Regions from separate parts of the Rattus norvegicus genome. Here region 2 is linked to region 1. The links are chromatin contacts, called in public Hi-C maps. All regions are on one chromosome and are shown on one strand. The core of a region is the stretch at or near the end of the contact, and the rest is flanking DNA. Distances in the headings are between cores, read along the strand shown. Region 1 has its middle 33 kb from the start of Tigd2. Region 2 holds the start of Tigd2 (tigger transposable element derived 2).

Region 1 (4,266 bases), core at 758-3,257:
GCTCCTATACCATGATGTTTGGGGGAAGATTCCCACTCACAGCAACTTATCTAACAGCTGGTAATTTATCACTTAGGCCCTAGTTTGGATCTGTGCTTTCTCAGTATTTGTCTCTTGGCCTCTGCAAAATCATATGAATTTTCTACATCTTGTGAGTTTTCTTTGTTAGTTGAGCAGTGTTGGTGGCACATGGATGGGAAAACTCTACATCCTCTTTAAAACCTTATATCCCTAAAACCTTCCATAGAGGTCCCTATTTCCTCCTTAATCTGGTTCAGGAAATGGCATCAGCCTTATCACGTTGACAATAGAGGCCATGTTGGAGCCTCCTCCACTTCCCTCATTTCAATGATCCCATTACTCATCAGAAAGATAAAAATCAAAAGTGAAAAGGCACATACCTTTATTCCCAGCAGTCTGGAGGCTAATGCATGAAAACTTCTGAGAGTTTGAAGCCAGCCTGGCCTACAAAATGAGTTCCAGGACAGCCAGAGCTATAACAGAGAGAGAGAGAGAGACCAGTCTCTAAAACAACAATAACAACAAAACAAGAACCAAAAGAAAGAAGGACATGATCGGAATGTATGACTGGCTACCTGTGGCAGGAGCTCTAGGAGCTCAATGATTCCCTAAATGTCTCAGTGGTACTAGGAAGTTTTATGGGTGCTGACATCTTGATGATGTCATTAACCGAGATGGAAACCAATGATGACCATCCTCATTTTCTAGACAAGATACATGGTGGCCTCTATCTTTATTGAAATCTCTATGATGGTAACACAACCATCTGCCATCTACTTTCTGCCTGTGGTGACCTTAACTCCATGATAAAGTGAGTCTACTCTTCCATCAGGGCATGGTTGTGGGGATCCAAATATCTCAGACTAATCACGCTCACTTACTTTACTGTTTTAAATAAGTGCCAGAGCTCAACCCAAAGGAGAGTTCACGGGCAGCTGTTGGAGTGGCTAGTGTGTCTTTCCTTCCAGATGGTTTCTAAAAACAGATAGAGAGAAGGAATTTATCCACTGTTCAGTTTTTATGTTAAAACAACAGTAGGCCTGTCCCTCTGGGTTCCAGTGGGATGGGAGAAGTATGGGAGGAGCATGTGCTTTGAAAGAAACCAAAGGTTGTCTGTCTCTAGGCTGACAGTAGCTTCAGACATCTCCCTAAAACCTATGCTACTTCAAACAGTTTTCTCCCTCGATTTTCTAAAGAAATGGACCCCTTTCTTCCTGACGTCCTTGATTTACATGGAGCAGAGATTTCTTGCATCAGGTTGCACCATGAGCAGTCTGAGTCCAAGGATGTAAGCCAGACTGTAGGTCAAGACGACAAATGGGTTTTCTTTGTTTACTTTTGTTATTACTGGTTTTGTCTGTTCAAGTCTTTGGTTGCCCAGTGATTTACCTTGCTTAAAAAATATTGTACACACCCTGCAACCACTTAATGTTCCCTTTTATTTTGATTCAAACAGGTGGGCTGAAAATGGAGAAAACGGTAAAGATAATTATGATTCCAAAGATAAAAATGCAAGATACAATCTCAACTGGGGAATATTCATGAAGAATGACTGCACCCAGCTGTCAGTGATTATTGCTAGAACTGAGTGGTCACAAGGCTCAGGCCTGGCTATCTGTATGTACAAACAGACAGAGGAGTAGCTAAGGGGGCTTTTTCTTGTTAGCCTTTCAAAAACAGGAGGAGAAACAGCCTCAGGGATCCAGCCCCACCCACTGCCATTCCAGGATTCTGGAGAGGCCCTGGCCTTGTGCTCCCAGTTCCCTTCACAGTTTGATTAGCAAGCACTGGCCCTGGATGAATCTCAGGATAAGCTCCCAAATTGAAGCCATCATGGTGAGTCATCCAGGGCTAGAGGAACAGATTCGTTTTCTCAACTGATTGAAAGGAGGAGAAAACAGGAAATGCAAGGCTATAAGTGCCTTGGCTAACTTTTCGTAAAAGCAGAAGATGTTGCTGTTTCCTGGACGTGGTGATTGTGCCTCAGAGAGCACAACTGAGATGTCTTTGTGCTGTGCTGTGAGTCATCACAGCATTTGCAGATCACCAGATAGGAGGAACACAGTGTTTCATGCTGGCTGTTTTTAATTCAGTGGGGTTGGTTCTTATTTATTTTCCTGACACTTCAAGTCAGAGGTAGCTGCAGGTGACCTGTCACTTTTTGGAGATCGAATGGGGTTTGAGATGTCTTGCCATGTTTCCCGTTCATTTTGCTCCACACTTGGTTGCTATGGTAATGTATTTTGGATAATGGCACGTGTCCCTCTCTTACATTCATTTAGAACTTTAGGTTTCTCATTATCTCTCACTGATTTTAGCCACCAGATTAATATAAACCATTCACGGCACTAAGCAATGTGTGGGAGTTGTTGATTTTTATTCAAGTCAAGGGAACACTAAGTGAAAGCTGCTGCTGTTCCTTGGGTGTTTCTGTTTGACCATGTGACATGATGTCCTCAGTGTAACTGGCGGATTTGTCTCCGGATGCTCTTTTTAAGTAAAATAAAGTAGAAGACTGGTTGAAAGAAAGCATTTGAAAAACTGAGTCAGGAGACACATCCTGCCTGTCACAGGCTATTTAGAGTCAGCCCAAAGGAAGCTCAGTAGGTCTCGCTGTGAGTTAGTTTTGTTTCATTTGTAATTTCTTGCATGTAGGCAGGATGTTTTCTATATTTGATCTTAGCCAAAAGGCCAAGAAGCGACAGGATGTTTTCTATGACTTATTTCAAATTGTATATTTACAACATTCTCTAAAGCATTTTCATTAAAATGGCAATTTTTTGTGAGTTTTTTCCCATTAAACAGATATTACTAACTTGATAGGATGGTGTGATTTCATAATTTGAGACACTGACTCAGGATGCTACCAACAAATTTGTGACCAGCCTGGTCCAACTCGAAAATTCTAGGTAAGGCTACAGACTGAGACCCTGTTTAAAAACAAACAATGTTACTTGTACAAGGTATTACTCAGTGGTGGAACATTGGCCTGTCATACAGGAACCTCAGCACAGGAAGAAGAGACAATTTTTTCTAATATTTTGTTAGCTAACTAATCATAGATCTGTGGAGCACACAGGTGTGTGTTTATATGTGTTTGTTGCAAATATGTGCATGTATGTTCAGTTCAATTTGAGGTTGGAGAACAATGTTGAATTTCATCTATCAGTCTACCAGATACTGTCCACTATTTTTTTTTGAGGGAGGATTTATCAGTGATCATTGCTCAGCAAGTCCCAGAGACCCAGCCACGGCTCCCTCCCTATTGTATAAGATTACAGATGTGTGCCTGCTTTCTCCATGCATACTCAATCTCATGCTCTGCAGTTTCAAGACAATCTCTTAACCAACTGAAGTGTCTCCCCAAATGAATCCACCATGGTACTGAGTTTTCTATTGTAAAGTACTTCGTAGTTCTAAGTGCTAAAATAAGAGAATCCACTATCTAATACTTACAGTGAGTTCTCTTGATTAGTTAAGCTAATTAGTAACAACTTTAATATATCCCTCTTTGGATATCACTTAGCTGAGGTCAACCAGAAACTTACTGGATGCTTTGTCTATCACTATATATCCACTATTACTACCAAAATGCTACACTGTGTAGGAGTTATTATTTAGAGTGATAGAATTCACCATGCAAAACATTTGGAGAGCTAATGTAATACATTGTATAATATCTTAGCTGACAATAGTATACTCTTATCCCTCTAGCATTCTGGGTAACCTCTTCACCATTAATCCACACTGCCAATTCATCTCTAGTTATTGATAACTATTTAACACGCAGGTTTTAGATGCCATGGTTTAAACTAAGACTTAAACTGGAATGATTGAGACAGTGCTCTCAAATCTCGCATGGATATTTTTAAATCTGGAAGCTGTGATGAGAAACTCTAAACTGTGTAGTAAATGTCAATAAACATTGAAAACTTTGGGAATGAAATATTCTGAGGAAAGACTTGGTTCTAAATAAGAAACTCATTGTGGAGTAGAATGTAATCAGAGGAAATTTTAAATGTATAGCGTGAAGCTTCAGAAAAATTCTCTACTTTGTATAGTTTGTTTCAGGACCCATGTCTCTCCATTATTATAATCCAATCTTCTGCCAAAAAGTCCTTTGTTGGAGCCAGTCATGGTGGCTTAAATGCATAATCCCAGTACTTGGAAGATTGAATCAGGGGATCATGAATTCCAGGTCAGTTTGGGCTACATAGTGAGGTGAATCTGTGAGCTACGTAGTAT
Region 2 (4,266 bases), core at 934-3,433, 33 kb before region 1:
TCATAGGTTGAATTAGACTTGTGACATTTGGCGGCAAATATTTCACAATTATTCTGCCATCATCTGAGTTCAACAGTTCTTCGGCAGGATGTGCTGCAGGAAAATCTAAAAGTAGTACTGCCTTTTCTCGAAGCCCTTTGGATTTCAGATGCTTCTGCACCTGTGGCACAAAGCACTTCTCAAACCACTGTTTGAGAACAGAGGGCTCGATCCACGCACTTTTTTGACTGAAGTACGTAACAGGAAGGTTTGAAAGGTCAGTTCCTTTGAACGCACGGGGTCTTTTTGCTTTTCCCACCACACAAAGATTAAGCTTGTGTAAACCTGTGGCATTTGCACAACACATAATAATGATTCTTTCTCTGCTTGTCCTATACTCACAAGTACTCTGGTCAGTGTCAAAAGCCAATGTCCTTGTTGGTAGACATTTCCAGAACAATCCAGTTTGATCAGCACCATAAATTTGTTCTGGTAGGAGATTTTCTCTTTTCACAAATTCCTGAAAGTTACCACAAAATTCACTGGCAGCAGTTTCATCCCCTTTTAACTTTGTGCCTTTACCAGCAGCCTTTGGAATACCATGACGCTGCTTAAACCTAGTAAGCCAACCAGAAGAGGCATTAAAATCACCTTCCATACCCAAGGCATCGAAAAAGAACCTAGCCTGCTTTGCGCAAATAGTTCCAGACACTGGAATCCCATTTGTTTTCTGTTGATTAAACCATTCTATCATAACTCTGTCAAGCTCCTCATATGTTGATGACTTCATAGACTTACGCTTGGATACCCCACTAGTAGGATCTGAATTGTTGGCATAGTTTATAATTCTCTCTTTGTTTTTTTTAATGTCACGAACTGTGGATTCACCAATTCCATACAGGACAGAGAGTTTTTTGAAGGAGTTGCCTTCTTCAAGCTTCTTAATAATGTCAAGTTTGTCTTTAATTGTCAATACCACACGTTTACGTTTTCCCAACATTTTAGCCTAATTATTTTAGACAATTAACAACTTGGATGTGAACACAAAGAGACCAGAAAATGGAGGCTTAAGAGTCCTCAGCTGTACCCTAGGACTTGGATGGTATAACAATTTTCAAAGAAAGTCTGATTTTTTCATTTCATTTAGAACTTAACCTGTTCCTACAACAAGGAATAGCTCAAGTGAACCCTATTTTCTCTTCTTCCTCCTTGCTCTTTTCTTGAATTGCAGCCTTACTGGAAGCTGAATCAATACTGCCCTGCCACCGAGGTTTCTAAAATATTCTCATGACCATCAACTTTTGCCATTACCGCGGGATTATTTTTCGTTTTTCTTACGCTATGTTCAAGAATACAGTTTTACTCGGGCTTGCACACTTAACAGACAGAAAAACAGAGCAGGACGACTCACTGCCTGACTGTTGTTGTCTCTGTCGATTCTGCCCGATTCAAGGCAAGGACTCCTGGTGAGTACCTATGAAAGTCATAGCTAGCAGAGGTGAGCTGTCAGTGTAAGGGGACAGGCAAACAATTCAGTACTTTAAATCAACAAGAACTTATAGCTAATGGATTTGGCAACTGAAAGGGAAACAGCGGACAAGAAGTAATGTCACATGATTCAAGAAAGGATAAAAAAACTTCATTGGTGGAAATCAGGACCCAACGCTGCAACTAGGGGGTGATAAGCTGGGTGAAGATCGTACATTAATCCTGGTAGAAGATGATCTCCATGACCACAGAAGTAGCTGCTGGGTCTGTAGAGGTACTCGAGCCTTTGAAACCTATAGGAAAATATCAAACACGTTTTCTTTTCAGTATCAGTCCACGATATTACTCATACCTACCCCTGCAACTGTGGCTAGGTCATCTCCACCTATCAACCTGACAGGTAATAGACAAATTAACGCTCGCAGGCACCACCCGGGAGCTGAGAGCCTACCTCCTGACACTACCAGGGCCTCTCCCCGCCGGCCAGCAAGCTCCGAGCCGGACGCTGGGTGAAAGTCGGAGGCAGGGGATCACCGCCACAACCCTGCAGCGGGCTAATGGTCACCGGGCGCGCGGGACGCCGGGAAGCAGGGAGCGGGCATCGTTCTGCCTGACCGGCCAGAAAACAGAGCCAGCAATGGAAGTCCCCAGCGAAGCCGACCCCGCCAGCCGCCGCAGAGTGAGCGCGCAACGGAGCTGCGCGGCCAAGCCGGAAGGCAGGGGATTAGGTACGCGCGCGCGCCCCCGCAGGAACGTGTTGTCGGCGAGGGGGCGGGGATGCGCGGGCGAGCCCGCTGAGGGGCGTGGCTTCTTGGAGGAGGGGCGGGACTTAGTCAATGCTCCGCCTCCGGACACTCAGCTTGTGGCTCACAGCTGAAGCCAGCAGAGGGCGACGCAGGGTCATTCCAAGTGGCCGGACTGCAAATGAGGTAGGAGTAGCAATTGCAAGGTTTTCATTCAGGTAAGACCCCAGGGAGTGCACAGAGCCTGCGTGCCTTCTTCTGCGACTGCGGCGACACAGAGCCAGATAGCAGGGGCGAGCCAGAAAGACACTTGGCACAGAGGACCTTATGCTGGAGCAGGAATGTAAGGATCACCACCTGCTGTCAAAGCGGAATTTCAAAACTTCCACCTGAATCAGTCCCAGAGACCCCTCTCTAGCACAATCGTTTTTTGGATGTTGTTATTGTTTTTAAATCCTTCTTCCATAAACCACAACCTGATCTGGAGTATTCTAACTTCTGTTTCTCAAGACAGACGGGTTTTTTTTTCCCCCATAGAATTCTAGTACCAGGAAAGCGAAATCAGACTGAGCATTCACTCTGCAGAGAAGAAATGTTGATTCCAGGCCCCCTTCTGTCTCCCAAGTCATATCTGTGCTGTCGTCCTGAGTTCCAGCCTTCCACTGTCTGGCCTATTAAATAGAAATCCTTTGATCTTTGATCTATCTGTGCTATCATTGGAATGACGTTGCTGGGCAAGGCCTAATTTTGCCTGAAAGTAGACTTCTCACAGCTCTTACCTGCTTCAAGCCTCCAACGAAGCAATCTGGGCAGTTCTGAATGACCATTTCTAGTAAAGTACAATTTCATTTCTATTGCTTTTAAAAAGTTCTCTTGTCCCTTCTCATTCCTAAGGAGTGAGCAAAAACACTGCACCACCTGCTCGTCTCTTTAACAGAGGAGAGCTAGCTTTCACAGAGGCCAACCTCATGGAAATCAGGCTGTACTTTGCTTGCCTGGCATTTCTTTCCTCTTCCAGCCTCCTGGGGTCACTGTGGCCTATGATATTACAAAAGGAAAATAACTCCTGCCTTGCTTGCCCATCCCACTTTCTGGAAGCTAATTTCCTTTCCCATAATGTGGTTGGGGTTTCATTTTATAGCTGTTCTCTGTCACTCAAAACAATTCTATTTACAGGCCTTTAACAACATTTTTAAGGTAGCAGTGTCTTTAAAAGGTTTAGTTCTGGGTTGGGGATTTAGCTCAGTGGTAGAGCGCTTGCCTAGGAAGCGCAAGGCCCTGGGTTCGGTCCCCAGCTCCGAAAAAGAACCAAAAAAAAAAAAAAAAAAAAAAGGTTTAGTTCTTTCTGGTGTCTCTCCTTTTGGTCTGTGGTTATGGAGGTATGATATGTTGTGAACTGTGGCAGACTCAGGATTTAAAACACTAAGTAAAATGTGTGTTTCTGTAGTTGTGCATGTGACATACATTTGTCTAACATGTAGAAGGCATACTATCAAAAGTGAACTTTCGAGTCAGGTATGGATAGGAGGTAATGGGAGGTTCATAGTTGTGACAGGTAGTACCACACTGGTAAGGGTGTTGATAATGGAGCAGCAGCATGAAGACAGGAAATCTGTCTTGTACTCAAATTACGGTGAACCTAAAATTGCTCAAAACAAAAGTAGCCTGGCCCAGATGAGTGTGGTGCTAGACATTTGCAGTCTTAGTTACTTAGGAAACCTGGGACAGGATGATTGATTGAGCTCAGAGCTTTGGGGCCAGCCTGAGCACCCCTGGGAGACTTATCTCCAACAAGGAAACAATAAGTGTATTTTTAAAAATATATCATTAGAAAAAAGTTCTTATCTAGCATGCATAGAGCGCTGGGCTCTGTCTCGAAGCACTGCATAAAATGGGGTATTTTAGGACATGGCTTTAATATAGCACTTGGGATATGGAAACAGAAGGACCAGAAATTTAAGGTCATCCTAGGTGACATATCAAGTTTGAGACCAGTCTGGGCTGTAGGAGACTCTAATTAAGAAAGAAAGAAAGAAAGAAAGAAAGAAAGAAAGAA

What was found. Hi-C and Micro-C count contacts between places; a contact is called where the count stands out from the background.
Region 2: a Hi-C map of the A7r5 cell line shows a contact between it and region 1, with 5 times the contacts expected there. The contact joins the promoter of Tigd2 here to the enhancer-like site in region 1. A contact is called at or near these places in 3 of 12 Hi-C or Micro-C datasets (the A7r5 cell line, frontal cortex and mammary epithelial cells).

What each region holds. Positions count from the first base shown.
Region 1 is chr4:89,709,317-89,713,582 of GRCr8, reverse strand. It overlaps the pseudogene Acbd5-ps1. Among named protein-coding and RNA genes, the nearest start is that of Tigd2, 33 kb to the left of the region's middle. Within about 2 kb of position 2,007, at least 39 of the 93 cell types and tissues checked have an H3K27ac peak or open chromatin away from gene starts, as enhancers often do. A contact at or near this core is called in the A7r5 cell line, where this site is marked.
Region 2 is chr4:89,742,433-89,746,698 of GRCr8, reverse strand. It overlaps Tigd2 (tigger transposable element derived 2), which reads right to left and starts at 2,183. Exons shown (of 2, transcript NM_001305180.1): 1 at 1,919-2,183; 2 at 1-1,760. The coding sequence starts at 979. It also overlaps the pseudogene Acbd5-ps1.